2 separate regions of the Mus musculus genome follow, and region 1 is linked to region 2. A link is a contact called in public HiChIP or PLAC-seq data. All regions are on one chromosome and are shown on one strand. The core of a region is the stretch at or near the end of the contact, and the rest is flanking DNA. Distances in the headings are between cores, read along the strand shown. Region 1 overlaps Gm17767 (predicted gene, 17767). Region 2 has its middle 28 kb from the start of Nabp1.

Evidence for each region. HiChIP or PLAC-seq counts read pairs in DNA pulled down with a chosen protein or histone mark.
Region 1: a contact with region 2 is called in a CTCF HiChIP or PLAC-seq map of CD8 T cells, with 8 read pairs. The contact joins two enhancer-like sites. A contact is called at or near these places in 2 of 15 datasets of contacts at CTCF or cohesin (CD8 T cells and the G1E-ER4 cell line), 8 of 484 Hi-C or Micro-C datasets (CD8 T cells, bone marrow-derived macrophages, liver and 1 more), 5 of 115 datasets of contacts at active chromatin or transcription factors (the HPC-7 cell line, a beta-TC-6 cell line, bone marrow-derived dendritic cells and 2 more) and 2 of 9 other capture datasets (bone marrow-derived macrophages and embryonic stem cells).

What each region holds. Positions count from the first base shown.
Region 1 is chr1:51,568,353-51,572,267 of GRCm38.p6, forward strand. All of the region lies in intron 3 of Gm17767 (predicted gene, 17767), which reads right to left. Among named protein-coding and RNA genes, the nearest start is that of Gm17767, 26 kb to the right of the region's middle. Within about 2 kb of position 2,374, at least 13 of the 459 cell types and tissues checked have an H3K27ac peak or open chromatin away from gene starts, as enhancers often do. A contact at or near this core is called in CD8 T cells, where this site is marked.
Region 2 is chr1:51,448,358-51,452,601 of GRCm38.p6, forward strand. No RefSeq gene overlaps it. Among named protein-coding and RNA genes, the nearest start is that of Nabp1, 28 kb to the right of the region's middle. Within about 2 kb of position 1,259, at least 26 of the 459 cell types and tissues checked have an H3K27ac peak or open chromatin away from gene starts, as enhancers often do. A contact at or near this core is called in CD8 T cells, where this site is marked.

The sequences.
Region 1 (3,915 bases), core at 1,124-3,623, 120 kb after region 2:
CCGATACTATTACTATATCCAAACTCAAAAATATAAAGTAATATTTTTTGAGGAAAGGTACTCTATCCTGAAATGCAAAGAAAGATTTTTTTTTAGGTTGAAAAGATGTATAGACAGGTGACCAGTGCCCTCTGACGGGGCTCTGTGCGTTGGCTCAATTCTATATGTACAATCCCTGTATGTGATGGGGCTTAATGTGGGAGCCGCCTGTCCCTGTGTGTGATCCTCTAGAAAGAAATGCAGAGCAGTCAGCTACTCTCACAAATCATTTTCTGGCTGGGCTGATGGCACAGGCCTGGTAATCATGCTACCTGAAGACCTAGGCAAGAAGTCCAAAATTTCAAGGTCAGCCTGAGCAACATACACACACACACACACACACACACACACAAATAATAATTAATACTAATGATAATAATAACTATTACTAAATTTTAAAATAGTAAAAATATGTCTTAGGATAGCTCACTGGTAAAACTGGTAGGACACTTGTCTAGTACGCATCATGTCCTGGGTTTAGTTCCCAGTACTACACATGTGCACACACATACAAGTTTACTCCTGAAGTACATACTAGATGTGTGTTATGTTTATTCGTACAGTAGAATGCATCTCTTCTAAGTCCTAGACAGACAGGATAAATTACTGAGTAAATTTACCCATCTTAATCATGGTATGTTCTCAGCAACAGCATATGAAGACATCCCTTTAATAAAAAAATTAGTCTGGGTTTGTGTGCATGTGTGTGTGTGGGTATGTGTGTGTGCGTGTATGTGTGCGTGAGTGTGTGTGTGCGTGAGTGTGTGTGTGTGTGTGTGAGTGTGTGTGCGTGTGCGCATACGCACGCACATACTACAGCACTCATTCAGAGGCTAGAAGACAGCTTCATGGAGTCAGTATTTTTCACTTTTATGTGGGCTCCAGGGAGCCAACTCAGTTCATCAGGTTTGCACGGCAAGAGCTTTTTATCCCATGAGCCATCTTGTCTGCCTGACTTTAATATTTGTATCCACTGGGGAGTATGACAAAGAAATTAAGCAGCCAAGCAGAAAAATGCAAACCAAATTGTAACCTCTAGGTTAAAAGGAGACAATTCCCATCAGATGGTGACTCCATACTGGTACAGAGTTGTGGAACATTCCTTTACCAACAGGGACCTCTCAAATATCCCAATTGTTTTGTCTCTAGAGAATTCACACTGTAAATGAAATAAACAATAAAATATTATAGGACAGATATTACTGAAGAGATACAATTTTCTGTTTCAATTCCTAAAAGATACATTTTAAAGGGGGAAAAAAAACTAGAAATGATGACAAAGTAAGGCTACCTCAAAGCTGTGGACAGGTTTTTACCCCTTTAACATATGCAAATATTCACTTAGGGAAGAAAGCACTAGAGCGTTACCCACTCACTGACCACAAGTGTAGGTCCTCACAAAACCTTGTGGGTAACCCTAGCAACGGGTTAGAAATAAATCCTTGGATTACCATCACCACCACCACAGCCACCACCACAACTACCACCAACACCACTGTATCCATCACCCTCACCACCATCACCACCCTGCCACACCAGCCAAGTCAGAGTCCCTGGGGGCAACTCCACAACCAGTGCTGCAAGAACCCCCCATAGTTTCGAGGCCGGAGAAAGGCTGAGAGCCACTGACTCATTCCAAAATATTGATTGGTGTGTTAAGCACTGAGATACAAAAGCAAGAATTTAATACATCCACAGCTTAACTGGGAGCTTTCTCAGAAAGTCAAGGTATTTATCGGGCTATGCGCCATGAGGGCCAGAGTTTTGATACCCAGATGTGATGGCACACACCAGAGACAAGCGTATCCCAGATACTCACTAGCAACCAATTTAGCCGAAACAGAGGGCTCCAGGTTCAGTGAGATGCCCTGGCCCAAATAGATAGAGACATAGATGGATACATAGATGATAGGTAGATAGATAGATAGATAGATAGATAGATAGATAGATAGACAGACAAATACATAAATTGAAAAGTAATAGAGGAAGCACCCAAGTCAACCTCTGGCCTCCACACAGTCCCACAACAGGTCAGCATACTCACCACACACATGCACATAGCACTAGCCAGCAGAATGATGTTTTGACTGACGTGTCCTATGATCACCTACTGGGAGTATCTACCAACAACCCCAGTTTGTGCCAGGTTTTATCTCATACACACAAGCCTATGATGTCTAATTTATAAATTAGACACAGCAAAGGACTTGACTAGTAGTCTCCCCACTAATCTTTATACCTTTCATCTTTCCTTGAACACATGCAAGCATCCCTTGCTTACAGGAGAGCTTGATGGCAGCACTTGCTTCACACATCCTTTGCCCAACCCTTCAGAGCAGCTCAGTGCTTGCTGGCCCAGCACACAACTGTCAGTTCAGACACATTTTCCATCCACAGTCAGATTTTTTCTCTCTCTTTTAACTAAATGCTTGACACAAACTGTGGTTATAGCTTTTAGAGCTTGAGGCGAGACAGCAAAACCAGTACACACTTCTTTTCCCTTCCTTATACTTTCACCAAAAAAATCATTCTTACCAGAGATCCCAGCAAACTCAGTAACATGGCTTCTTTCCTTTCCTCTCCTTTTCTTTTCTTTCTTTCTACTTAAATTAAGGACTTTCAACATTTCACTTTACAGCTTCTCTTTGGCACAGCTGAGCTGTTAGCATCACTGCTGTGCACTTTGCTGCCATTATTAAATAAAATAAGAGTAACTGAGCACAAGCACAGTGGTCAGGAGAGTGGTGATGTAATGGGGGTGAGACTATGAAATAACTAATAGGCAGGTGGCATGCAGCTTGGCTACACCAGACCAAGGGATAGTTCTTGTCTCTGGTGAATGAGGCAGAATGACGCAAATTTTCATCACAGGACTCAGAATGGCATGTCTTACTTTTTTTTTTTTTTTTTTTTAGTTATTTATGGATTGGTTGGTTGATTTTAATACAGGGCTTCATGTATTCCAGGTTAGCCTCAAACTTGATATATAGCCAATGGTGTCATTAAACTTCTGATCCTTCCAGCTCTATCTCTTAAGTGCTGGGATTACAGGCACACATTACCACGGTGCCAGGGATTGCAAACACTACCAACTGAGCCATATCCCCAGCAACTGAAATTCTGCATTTAATAATTTCAGACTACAGTTGATTACAGGTAACTGAAACCGCAGTGAATAAAATGAGTGTTATCCTCTTAATTCTGTTATACCCCATAATCTGTCACCCACGGATTAAAATTTCCCAAACTACGGTATAAAAGTTTAATATCATGTTCCTTTCCTCGCATAAAATCTTCTTTATAATCTTTCCTAAGATAGTAATATTTCTTTACCTTCTATCCTTGACTAAACCATATTTTGGAAAAAAATTTAAGTTGTCCTTAAACACAACTTTAAACCCCAAACGTAGAGGAAACTTTTATCTGTTCTCTACCAATAAAGGAAGAGTGGGGTCCAAAGACATTTACATTACACTGGCTTAACTCTCCAAGCTGGTGTGAACAATAAATGCCAAAATCCCCAGTAGATGAATATGTGATGAATACAGAAGAGACCAGCACCTAATTGTCTAAAAGTCCCAATAGTCTACACACAGATTCCAAGAAAAAACCAATCACATGATAGCACACCAAGTGCAGACATGCTGTAATAAACTAGCAAAGCATCGTTAACTACACAGTGTTAACTACTTCTATAAACACTGGGAGGTGGTAAGTAAATTGTTCACAAGTGTGAAGGTTACCTGGGCCTTTGCTGAACAGCACAGTGAGATAAAAGAAATAACAAATGAAATAGAAAAATTAAGTAAATACTATTATTGCAAGAAACAGTGCATTTAAATAAAGTTAAATGAAAGTGTGGAGATGTATGCCCTA
Region 2 (4,244 bases), core at 9-2,508:
CTCCTCAAGAATCCAACAGCCCCTGGTGTTGTTTGTTTCCTTGTTCATCAGAGTTCTGCTAAATCCAGGTATTTTCAGCAATCAGTTATTGCCTTGCTCCCTGAAGTTTGAATGCTGCACCTATAGGACAAGCTTGAGAGCTAGAGCAACACCAGACTTTCCTCAATATGCTAAGAAAATGGTGCCATTTTTTGTCAGCTTAACACCATCAGAATTGTCTCCATCAGATTAGCCTGTCTGTGTGCTTAAGCGACACTTTCTTAATTGCTAAATGATTTATGAAGGTCTAGTCCACTATAAGCCATACTATTCTTGGGCAGATGGGCCTGGGCTATTTAAGCAAAGTGTCTAAGCAAGCCAGACAAAGTGAGTCAGTAAGAAGCACTCTTCCATGGCCTCTGATTCAGTTCCTGCCTCCAGATTCTTATCTCTAGTTCCTGCCTTAGCTTCCTTTGCTGATAGACCATAAGACGTAAACTCTTTCCTCTCTCACATTGCTTTGGTCAGAACTTTATCATGGCAACAGAGAACTAGAACCACTAGGATATAACACCTCCCTGACTAACCACTAGCTCTGCAGTGATGGAGCCAGCCTTCACAAGCCATAGAAAATAGTCATTTTCTAGACAGGTGACTTCTCTGACTCATCCTGTGCTTTTCTCACTATTACCCGTCTTTCAGGAAATGAAAAGAGTCAGTGTTGCTTGGCAACCAGTCATTCATAATGAACACAGAAAATACTTGGAATCTCCAGAAATGTAGTGTGTGTGTGTGTGTGTGTGTGTGTGTGTGTGTGTGTGTGTGTGTGTCTGTGTGTGTCTATGTGTCTGTGTCTATGTGTCTGTGTGTGTCTGTGAATGTCTGTGTGTGTGTCTGTGTGTCTCTGTGTGTCTGTATGTGTTTGTGTATATCTGTGTGTCTGTATATGTGGTATGTATGCCACAGGGTACTGATCCCAGGGTCTCACATATTTTACCTGAGTTCTCTCCAGTATGCTATATCCCTAACCCAGGAATTTTTTACATTTTGGAATTTTCTACAGAGCAAATAGAAATAGATGAAAAACAAATAAACAAACCTACTACATCTTGTAGATATCACTATGGTTTCCTATTTTGCTCAGCCTGTCTTTGGAAAGTTTTGTTTAGCCACTGTTTGTCACAAATCTTTTAATATCCAGGGCTCCTTACTGCTTGTTTCTGTCTTTTTGCTGAGTCACCAATTGCAACCAAATTACCAACCTCATCATGCCTCTGGATCATGTGATGTCAGAGAATACCAGCTCTTCAAGGACACTTTTTATCACTAGGCGCATTGATACATCAATATTCTGCCTCTCTCCCTGTCCCTCTAGCAGCTCCTTCACTGGCTCTAATGGTTCCTCCTAAGGCTAACCAGAGCTTCACACTTCAGGTCTCTGTTCCATCAGTCTCTCAGACTCATGCCGACTGTTACAAATGCTCAATCTTACCAAGTAGTCTCAGATTGGCACTCTGTACCCTCTGCCTGTGACTCCAGCACAGGCAGGCCTGGTGTCTCATGCTTTAGAACCACACAAAACTCCTGGACCTTCTGTGCTAACAACATATTGGTGTCTCCAGCAGACCACAGAAAAGCATCTGTACTTTCAGTTTCAGGTAAATGGAGACATAAATAAAAACAGCCTAAACAGACATCACAATTACTAACTCAGACCCAGAAAAACTTCAGGAATCCAGCTACTTTATTTTTAGTTTGGGGTGGTTTGATTTTAGTTTGAGACACAAACTCTATGCAGCACATTCTAGCCTGAAATAATGTGTAGCCCAGACTGCCTTCAGTCTTCATTCCTAAGAGCTAGAAAGATGGCTCAGTGGTTAAGGGTACTTGATGCTCTTGCAGAAGACCCAAATTTAATTCCAAATACTCACAGAATGGCTTCCAACCCTCTGTATCTCTAGTTCCAGCAGATCCAGTGCCCTCTTCCAGTCTCCACAGGCACCAGGCTCATACACGGTGAACATGCATATATTCAGGCAAAACACACACATAAAATAAGATTAAAACTTAATTTTTTTTAAATTTGCAAAACTTCTGCATTACCCTCCCAAGGGCTGAGAGTACAGGTGCACACTCACAAGACTTAGCTTTGCTTTCCCTCCCTCATGCCTGCTCTCCTTCCATGGGCTGCATTAAGCACCAGGCCCACTTTGCCACAGTGGCTTCATCTGGTAGTGTTGCAATATCACAATTCTCAGACTAGTTGATAAGTTGTAGACATTTATTTCTCCCAGATCTGGAGTCTGGAGAGTAAGATGGGCCTGTTCTCAGCTAAAGTTTGCAACAGCCTTCCAGGGCAAAATGGCAAAGGAAACGTTCTCTTGGGAGCTTCCTGTAAGAGCACTGATGTCCTTCCTGCTGCTGAGCCTTCATGGCCCAACCACCTTCTAAAACCCCCACCTCTTAGTACTGTAGTGTTGCATACTGAATTTCAATACAAAGTCTGGGGACTACAATCACTCACCTTCATAGCACACAGTAACAAAATGGAAACAGTAGTTCTAAAACACAAATGTAAATCTTAGCTCATAGGTGAAGGGAACCCTTTTACTACACTGCTTCTGACCACTTAGAGAAAGTGCCCATTTCCATATTGCTACTGCCAGCAAAGCAACTTTAGGAGCTTCTGGTTTGGGGAATGGCTACAAGCTCATTCTTGGGTTGGTTACTATGGCAATTCACAAAAAGAACTGACTCAACTACCATAATTAGCTTAGATCAAGCAGAGCCCTTCTCAAGAGCAAGAATTGTGGTCAATCTCACCAGGAGTGTGCTTGCTACACAGTTGGGAGGTAACCATTTTTAACTAGATATTGTCTGTTTAGGCCATCTAGCTAAGTTTCCCAGACAGCTGAATTTCTTCCTATTGTACATTACTGGTTTCAGTTATGCAGATCTAAAGTATATTTGTGTACCTCTGACAGAAGAATAAATACCACACTATATTTAATCATTTAATGATGATTAAAGACATCAAGATGTAAATTTACTGTTGTACCAGTTACAATAAAGCGACTGATCCCAGGAGTCGTGTTCCAAAGATGGGTGCACTTTAACAAAGTAAACCTATGTTTATGGCTTCTTTCTCTATATATATATATAAATTGCTATGTGTAGTCTACGTTGGGACTGGAGGCACATAAGGGAGTGTTTCAACTGCATTCAAAAACAAAACTGAAAGTGCCTGGAGGAGACCATGTCCAAACACAAACACGCTTCTGGACAGGACACTAACTCTCTCGTCTTCTCTTTGTTGTTGTTGTTGCTCTCTGATAAGTTATACTAATTTTATGATCACACATAAAAACCTTTAAACCAAATTGAAGTAGATAGAAATTGAGCAACACCCAAGTTTCTTAAGTGGAAGGGAGCCCCAGGTGTGGATCCTTGCAGCATAGAGCAACTCACTCAGTACTGAGCTCTTGGTTGCCTCTTAAGAACTTCTCTCTTGAGTAAAGTTGTTATGAAAGTAAGGACTTACAAGGGGAAAGGTCAGCCATCTACACACGAGGAGGTTTTTCCAGGGACCCTTGACCTGGCATGTAATCACCATACAAAGGGGACAGTCAGTCAGTAAAAACCCATCTCATCTGTGCCAAAAGACAGAGCAGGTGCTTAGACACCCAGGAGCAATAGGCTGATGACAAATAATATAAGGGGACCCATTAATAAGGAATCTCCTTCTGGAGAAGAAACTACATGGGGATCAAAGTTACACGTAAGAGGTTGATTGGGTGAGCATAAAATTAAAGTGAGCTATACGTTTATCAATTTAAAATAGATCAGGGCATGTGTTCTTTAATATACTCATCCCTAACTTGCTAAAGTCTCTTGCTACTAAAGCGATGGTGAACTGTTAGACATCAAACATTGTCATAATTAGTTGCCATTTTCATTACCAAAATATCCCATTTATAATAACCCATTATTTCTTTGGCTATAGATGAACATTATTGTTCTTTTTAAAAATATGTTTTTAATTGCAATAGAATGACATCACTCTCCCCTCCTTTTTCTTCCTCCAGCCCCTCTCTGGACTCTCCCTCTAATCCCTCCCATGTCCCTCTACACACTGTCAAGTTGAGGGCTTCTTTTCTTGATTTTCTTATTGTGTGTCTGTGTGTGTGTGGGCGCACACACACAAATAGTATTGTTCTTGACATTACTTTCCCGTTTGCTGTTATAAGTAGAACATGGGGCCAGGC